Regions from separate parts of the Hordeum vulgare genome. Here region 2 is linked to region 1. Evidence: chromatin contacts called from public Hi-C data. All regions are on one chromosome and are shown on one strand. The core of a region is the stretch at or near the end of the contact, and the rest is flanking DNA. Distances in the headings are between cores, read along the strand shown. Region 1 holds the start of LOC123404307 (phospholipase A1-Ibeta2, chloroplastic-like). Region 2 holds the start of LOC123403505 (probable RNA-binding protein EIF1AD).

What was found. Hi-C and Micro-C count contacts between places; a contact is called where the count stands out from the background.
Region 2: a contact with region 1 is called in a Hi-C map of seedling, with 2.6 times the contacts expected there. The contact joins the promoter of LOC123403505 here to the promoter of LOC123404307 in region 1. A contact is called at or near these places in 1 of 6 Hi-C or Micro-C datasets (seedling) and 1 of 1 datasets of contacts at active chromatin or transcription factors (embryo).

What each region holds. Positions count from the first base shown.
Region 1 is chr6H:406,973,331-406,977,187 of MorexV3_pseudomolecules_assembly, forward strand. It overlaps LOC123404307 (phospholipase A1-Ibeta2, chloroplastic-like), which reads left to right and starts at 1,540. Exons shown (of 1, transcript XM_045098234.1): 1 at 1,540-3,594. The coding sequence starts at 1,767. The coding sequence ends at 3,377.
Region 2 is chr6H:407,160,940-407,164,689 of MorexV3_pseudomolecules_assembly, forward strand. LOC123403505 (probable RNA-binding protein EIF1AD) reads right to left here and starts at 2,095. Exons shown (of 4, transcript XM_045097436.1): 1 at 1,714-2,095; 2 at 1,546-1,621; 3 at 1,313-1,439. The coding sequence starts at 1,830.

The DNA of each region.
Region 1 (3,857 bases), core at 290-2,789:
GCATCCGTCGACTGTCTTGCCTATCGCGGTGTCGGTCGGGTCTTCTTCGACGTGAGTTACGGTGCATCAGCCGCAATGTCGAGGGTACACGTGATATGTTCGTGTGTCAACAATACGAGACGTAAGGTGCTAGATATATCTTCTCTCTTTTATAGTTCTGACACACTCACAATCTGATATAGGAACCGAGTTACAAATGAATTGAAGATATTACAGAGAAGAGGAGAGATAAGAGAAGAGAAAATGAAGGGGAAGAAGATAGCCACCGTCGTCGGTTCGTTGATCCATTGGATACCCTCTTCGTCGTCTTTTTTTTCTTGAGTAATCCATCCTCGTCGTCTTCCTTTAATTACTTGTAGTCGTGTTGGTTGCTGGACGAACAAGACCCATGTGTGGCCCATGTAGGAGGGGCTCCTAACATACACGGTAGGTTTGACTAAGAAATTAGCAAAACCATTATAAGGGCATCTCCAATAGTTTGTATGTAATCTTGTTGGTAAAATTGTTCATGTCATCAACCAACAAGGGATCATACAACTACGTCAATGGTTTCATCTAAATTATCCAATAAGAGAAGAGGGAATAAATGCAATTGCTCTTTATGTAACCATGTAACTTGTGCAAGAGCTGTTGGTTAATCTACATACAATTTACTTCTTTTTTTTATTTATGTATTATCACATCATCGTATATTCTAGGTGTCAAAGTTTACCAACAACTATTTTACAGCCATTGATTGAAGATGCCCTAATCCCGTACTAGAGCGTTGTTGCGGACTCGTTAATGTCCTTACTCAAGAAAAAAATGGACTGTCAACGAAGCCTCTCGTGCTATGGTGTGGAACCCTGCTCGTTTCTCATGAAAGACTCCCGCCATCAACACTCGCCGGAGTAGAGAGGAGATCGGATCACCATACGGAGAAAACAATAGCGATATACACGGTAGGTTTGACTAACTCATTAACAAAACCATTATAATCCCGTACCAGAGCTTTGTTGCGGACTAGTTAATAGCACCCGCGGTCAACAGTGCACGCATCCAAACCGGGAGGAGGAGGTCATGACGACCGGTGTCAGTGTGAAGCCGAAGCCGCTGGACCAAGACCGGAAACCACATGCGAGGGAAGGGAAGGGAAGGGCTCGACAAATACTAAAAGAACCGGGCAACTGGGGAGGACGTCGACATGGTGTGCTTCCTTCGTCTTGGTCAATCCACGAAAATCCAACCCCGGGCACCGCGTGGTTAACTACGCACGCTTAACCGCCATTAGACTACTCTTCCGTACACGTACAATCGACACCGCATCTCGGGGAGGCTGGCAAGCTGGCCACGCATGCAGATGCAGAGAGGCGTACTACGGAGTAGAATTAGATAGACTATTCCCCACGCACACGCCGGCACTCGGCTCGGCACGCGGTGGGCTCTAGCCGAGTCTCTGTGCGCGGGCCAGCGCACCGCACCCGCACCGGCGACCTTGTCGCACGCTGGGGTGGCCATGGTATCGCGACGTCAAAGCGCATGGCAACTTGTGACCAACCACTTTGCTGCGCTCCCCGCTCAACAATTAATAATTGACCTGCGGGGCTCTTGAGTCTGGACCCTTCCCCCTCCCCGCTATATAGCTCGAGCCAGACATGGTGTGTCTCTCATCTCGCTTATTTACTACTAGTCGTAGCTCGGAATCGGAGGCTTGCGATCGGGAGTAGTAGGGGTAGTTGATCCTGCTACATCATACATAACCTAACCTGCTGTTTACGGAGCAGCCGATGTCAATTGCCGCGGCCGTCACCGGAACCGCCACCGCGGCGGTGCATGCGCCCGTGCACCACCCGCCACACCACGCCTCCACGCAGCGCGCGGCGGGGCGGCGCGAGCAGTCGCCGCTCAACCCGGGCTCGCAGGCGCTGCGCGCCGCCGGGTCCGGGGCCTCGCCCGCCGCGGACGGAGGCGTGAGGACCCACATCGCCAACCTTGACCGCGTGCTCGGGAAGCCGCCGAGGACGCCGAGCCAGGCGGGGCCGCCCAGCAGCAAGCAGGAGCAGGAGAGCGAGCAGGAACCGCTCAACATCAGGCACGGCCTGCTCAACGCGCTCAACCTATCCTTCTTCGTGCCCATGCCCGGGATGCGGGCGCGCATGGCCGCGGACGAGCACATGTCGCCGCGCAGCCTCATGCACATGCAGCAGCTCCTCTCGGCCGACTCCCCGCGCGCCTCCCCGAGGAGCACCATCGGCCCCCGGTGGCGCAGCCTCCACGGGGAGGGCGGCTGGGCCGGACTCCTCGACCCGCTCGACTCCGACCTCCGCCGCGAGCTCCTCCGCTACGGCGACTTCGTGCAGGCGGCGTACCAGGCCTTCCACTCGCTGCCCACCGCCGCGGCGAGGCACCGTGGCCTCATGCTCCCGGACCGCTCCTACCGCCCCACGCGCAGCCTCTTCGCCACCTCCGCGCTCTCCATGCCGCCGTGGGCCAAGCGCCCCAACACCCCCGAGTGGCTCACGCAGCAGTCCAACTGGATCGGCTACGTCGCCGTGTGCGAGTCCGAGCGGGAGGTCGCCCGCATGGGCCGCCGGGACATCGCCATCGTGCTGCGCGGGACGGCCACCTGCCTCGAGTGGGCCGAGAACCTGCGCGCCTCGCTCGTGCCCCTCGACGGCGAGACCGGCGAGGGCAAGCAGGCCGGACCGGAGGACCCCAAGGTGGCGCGCGGATTCCGGAGCCTCTACAAGACGGCCGGGGAAAAGGTGAATAGCCTCTCGCAGGACGTCATGGACGAGGTGAGACGCCTCATGGAGAAGTACAAGGGCGAGGAGCTGAGCATCACGATCGTCGGGCACAGCCTCGGCGGCGCGCTGGCGCTCCTGGTGGCCGACGAGATCGCCACCACCGTACCCGACGCCCCGCCGGTCGCCGTGGTCTCCTTCGGCGGCCCCAAGGTGGGCAACGCCGCGTTCGTGGAAAAGCTGAAGCAGAGCGGCAAGGTCAACGTCCTCCGCATCGTCAACGCCGGCGACATGGTGACCAAGGTGCCCGGGGTGGCGCCGCGGCTGCCGCTGAGCAAGGAGCAGTATCAGCACGTGGGCGCGGAGCTGCGCATCGACAGCAAGAACTCGCCGTGCCTGCGCCCCGACGTGGGCCCGGCGAGCCGGCACGACCTGGAGGCGTACCTGCACCTCATCGACGGGTTCACGGCGACGGGGCACCCGTTCCGGTACGACGCGCGGCGCAGCGTGATACGGCTGCTGCAGCTGCAGAAGGGGAACGTGAAGAAGGAGTACGTGAACCGCGCCCGGGAGCTCGGCGTCGACCCCGCCGCGCCGGCGGACGTCGGCCGGAGCATGGCGTATGGCAACTGCGCCGTCGCCAGCCCCTCATGACCAAGTCGTGCAGTAAATTAGTTTTGCATTGTACTAGTAGAAACCAACCAACAAACAATTCTTTCGTTAGTCGGCAGGTGAAAGCGTCGGTTCCAGGAAAATATCTCATTTCCATCTTTTCGTTTTCGTCTTCGTTTTCGTTTCGATGCATGTACAGGAAAATCATGTATGTATGCATGACATAATTGATCAGGCGAAAGCTTGAGTGTTTTGACCACAATGTTTTGTTCGCCACTTGCACTACTCGTTCCATTTTCCCTTGGACAGAGACCGGTTTCCTCCGTGCATCTAAAACAGAGACCGATTCCATTCCCTCCAACAAAGGGTAGAATTTTTCAACCCATGTAACATTAACGTCGACTTTTTACTATCAACATCACTCATCAGCTTAATCACAATTCTGAATATCTTATGAATGGTTCTGATCCCTGTAAGATTATTATATACTACTGGTTCTAATGGTTAATAATTCATTTGTTA
Region 2 (3,750 bases), core at 845-3,344, 190 kb after region 1:
CTGTTGAAATGAAGCACTGGCTACCACCTACCAGCATATCACATGGAAAGTGAATTTGATCCATTCTTTGAGAAAATTGGAAAGTTAGACAAATTATGGTGTTTCCAAGCCATCATATGCATACATTATACTCCCTCCGTTCCTAAATATAAGTCTTTTAAGCGATTTCATTAAGGGTCTACATACGAAGCAAAATGATTGAATCTATACTCTAAAGTATGTCTATATACATCCGTATGTAGTCCACTAGTGAAATTTCTAGAAAGACTTACATTTAGGAACGGAGGGAGTACTCCCTAGCTCAAACTGATATATCTAGCACTGAAATACGTCTAGATACATACATTTGAGCGTCAATTAATATGGGACAGAGGTAGTATTATTAAAACAGCCAGACCAACTACCACAAACTGGGAAGTAGCTCATATATCAGATTACAAGCAACCACAGTACGAATAACAGCTATCATAAACACAAGAAATTTAGACATATTGCCAGGAGGGTGTATTCTTACTAATTCTATTGCAACAAAAGGAAGTCTTCAGTTGCCTAGAATTGGGGCTGGTGCAATACTGAAAGTTATTGTACATCTTGGGTATACAACACACAACAAGCTTACTGCCACTTGGATAACATGTATCATAAACACAAGAAATTAAGATATATTGCTAGGAGGGTGTATTGTTACACCTTCTGTTGCAACAAAAGGAAGTCTTCAGTTGCTTAGAAGTGGTGCAATACTCAAGACTATTGTACATATTGGGACACTCGTCACTCGTCAGAATGGATGTGAAACACAAAACCATCGCAGCCAGTGCTAATTATTATTTTTAGGGAGAAACAAGTGCTAATTATTCAATATAGTATTTGTATGAAGTACTGCTGCTAAATTTTACTAGATCAAGCAAATCATTCGGTCTGTTTCACACAAACAACTGCAGTGGTGGCTGATGTCATGACTCAAGGCAAGTTAATTTTAGCCCAAAGTTGCAGAGCAATTATGTCAAACAGACATACATATGACTTGTGGCGAACTGGCAATCTTGCATACTATACTAGAAAAGCAGATGAATGAAAGCAACGAACATAGAGACTGCATGTAGCAAATCAGAAAGGGGCAGTAGCTGTAACGTGTGAAAAGGAAGCAGCTGCAGGGCCTGGGCCTACTGGTCAAGTGATCATTGGTCTCCAGTACAAACTTATCCTACAATTTGCATACTTGCATTGGCATACATCTCCAAGGAGTAATGTTTACTTTGTCAAGTAGTTGGCAATAAATAATCAGGGAGCAGCAGAGAATTCAGCAACTCACCATTCGCCAGATTTCTCAAGAGCGCGAACCTGGTCGTGAAAGAGGACTCGCGACACGACACAGGCTATCTTGCTTCCAGATTCGAGAGCCTCATCCCTCCCACTAGCATCCACAACCACGAAATTCCCTGCACATTCAGAGTAGACCATCATCAGGTGTTAGTGCCAAAAGCTGGTTGAGCTTTATAAACTAACCAACGACATCCGAAGCCATGCCATCACTAAATTACTCACCGTTCTTGATCCAGAAGCTCTTCTGGAACTTGGCGGGGAAGAGGGCTAGAGACTTGACGCCCTCGCCGTCCGTGACCTAGCACCAGCACCAGCACGGCGGCAGCAGGAATGAGGAATCGGCGGCGGCACGGAACAATTTTAAGAGAGGTGGGAGAAGCTAGCGCGTACCTCGATGAGGTTGGAGCCGCGCAGCGTGACGACCTGCATGATGCTCTCGCCCTCGGCGAGCGTGACGGCGGTGCCCTCCTGGCACGCGCGACGCAGGTTCTTCCTCCCGGCCTTCATGCCCGCTCCGCAGCAGACGGGCGATCCTGAACGGACGGTAGAAATTCTTCAAGGTGCTGGACTCAACACAGCGGTGCTGGCTGCGGGCAGGAGCCCGGAGGGAAGGAGGTGTAGCGGCGGCGCTGCCGACCAGGGCGGGTGGCGGCGACGGCGAGCAAGGTCGTGCGGTGGCAGCTAGGAACGGCGAGCAAGGGCGCGTGCCGGTGACGGTCTCTCTTGTGGTGACGGCGGCGGCGGCGGTTCTGGTCCGCTCGGGTGTGCTCGGGAACTAGGGTAGGACTGCAGCACGTCAGCACATAACACGCCCAGCCCAGCCCAGCATGTGGGCCATCGAATCATGGGCCTTTAGCAAATCAATGGCCTAAACATTATTTATGACACGACTACTTCGGTTTTTTCTTCTAAAAAAAGACTACTTCGGTTTTTCGGTTCACCGGGCTTTCAAACCGAATTAACAAAATGCTAATTCTATTAAGGAAAAATCTAAGTAGCGTAGGATGCACAGCCGCCCTCCCGTGCGGCGGCTCGGACGAGATTCCTTTCATAGACAATGCGCGCATGCGTGAACGTAAGTTGTTGTTGCATTTTTCTACGGTATGCAGTGAGGTGCTTTTCTCACATAGGGACTGTAGCTGGCAGTCTGATACAATGCTTTTTTTTCATCTAGCATTTGCTATACAAAGTGTTGTAGTACTATGTATCTTTAAAACCAAAACTGCTGGATAGAATTGGTGGTGTCAGGAGGGAGCAGTGACGTAGAGAGGCAGCTGTTGCCGTGCTACTCTACTAGTAGTACTCATTTGTTTTAAAATATATTTTTTTATTTTCAATCTCCTACAGTACACAAAATAACCGGTTGCTGAGTAGAATTTAAATGGCAAGGGCTATAAAATAATGTGACAATTAAATTTTACAACAAGTGACAAGCTTATATGAAACAACTTAGTAGAATTAAATTGACAAATACAACAAAACACCATAACAACTACGTTTTAGAACAATCGGCAAGCTTTTCATGAGACAACATGATAACTAGGTAGAATTAAGACTCGTATGTACAACAAAACACCACGACAATTAATTTTTATAATAACTGACAAGCATTGTGAGACAATATGACAACCAGGTAGAATAAAAATGACAAGCACGACAAAAAATTTGGGGCAACTGGATTATATAACCACTGACAAGTTTTATGAGACAACATGACAACTAGGTAGAATAAAAATGACAAGCACGACAAAATATTTGGGGCAACTAGATTATATAACCACTCACAAGTTTTATGAGACAACATGACAACTAGGCAGAATTAAAAATGACAAGCACATCAAAACATTATGGCAACTAGAATTATAAGCACCAACAAACTTAGTACAGGAACAACATAAAATAAAGTGGCAATTAAGCTTTTTTTGTCAGACAAGTACGTGGTTGATAATATGGCAAGTGAATTGAAAAAATATGGCAAGTACGAACCGAAAAAAAATGTCGAAACATATCAACATGGGATCTAGTTTCGAAGATCTCGCTACGACAAAGTCAATGATGAAAACAGATCATCAATCGAAGTAACGGTTTTGAAGATAAAACTTTTTGAATTTCAAACATTAAAAAAAACTTGATGATGTCATTCCAAGCATGCATGGTGATGAGAGAAAGAATCTGTGGCAGCATATCAGTACTTAGCTAGTACTAGTGGAAAATATTACTCAAAGCACGTACATACATGCAGTCTGTATTTTTTTACCATGCATGTGCAGGCCTATAACAGCCGCTGCATCGGAACACCATGGTGCGGCGTCGCTGCCTAGTCAGCCCCTTCTATTAATTAACAAAGAATTTGATTTATTTCATGATCGTTTTCATGCCCGCCCCTAGGCGTAGAATGAGCGGAGGCGATGAGGCTAGTGCCGATAG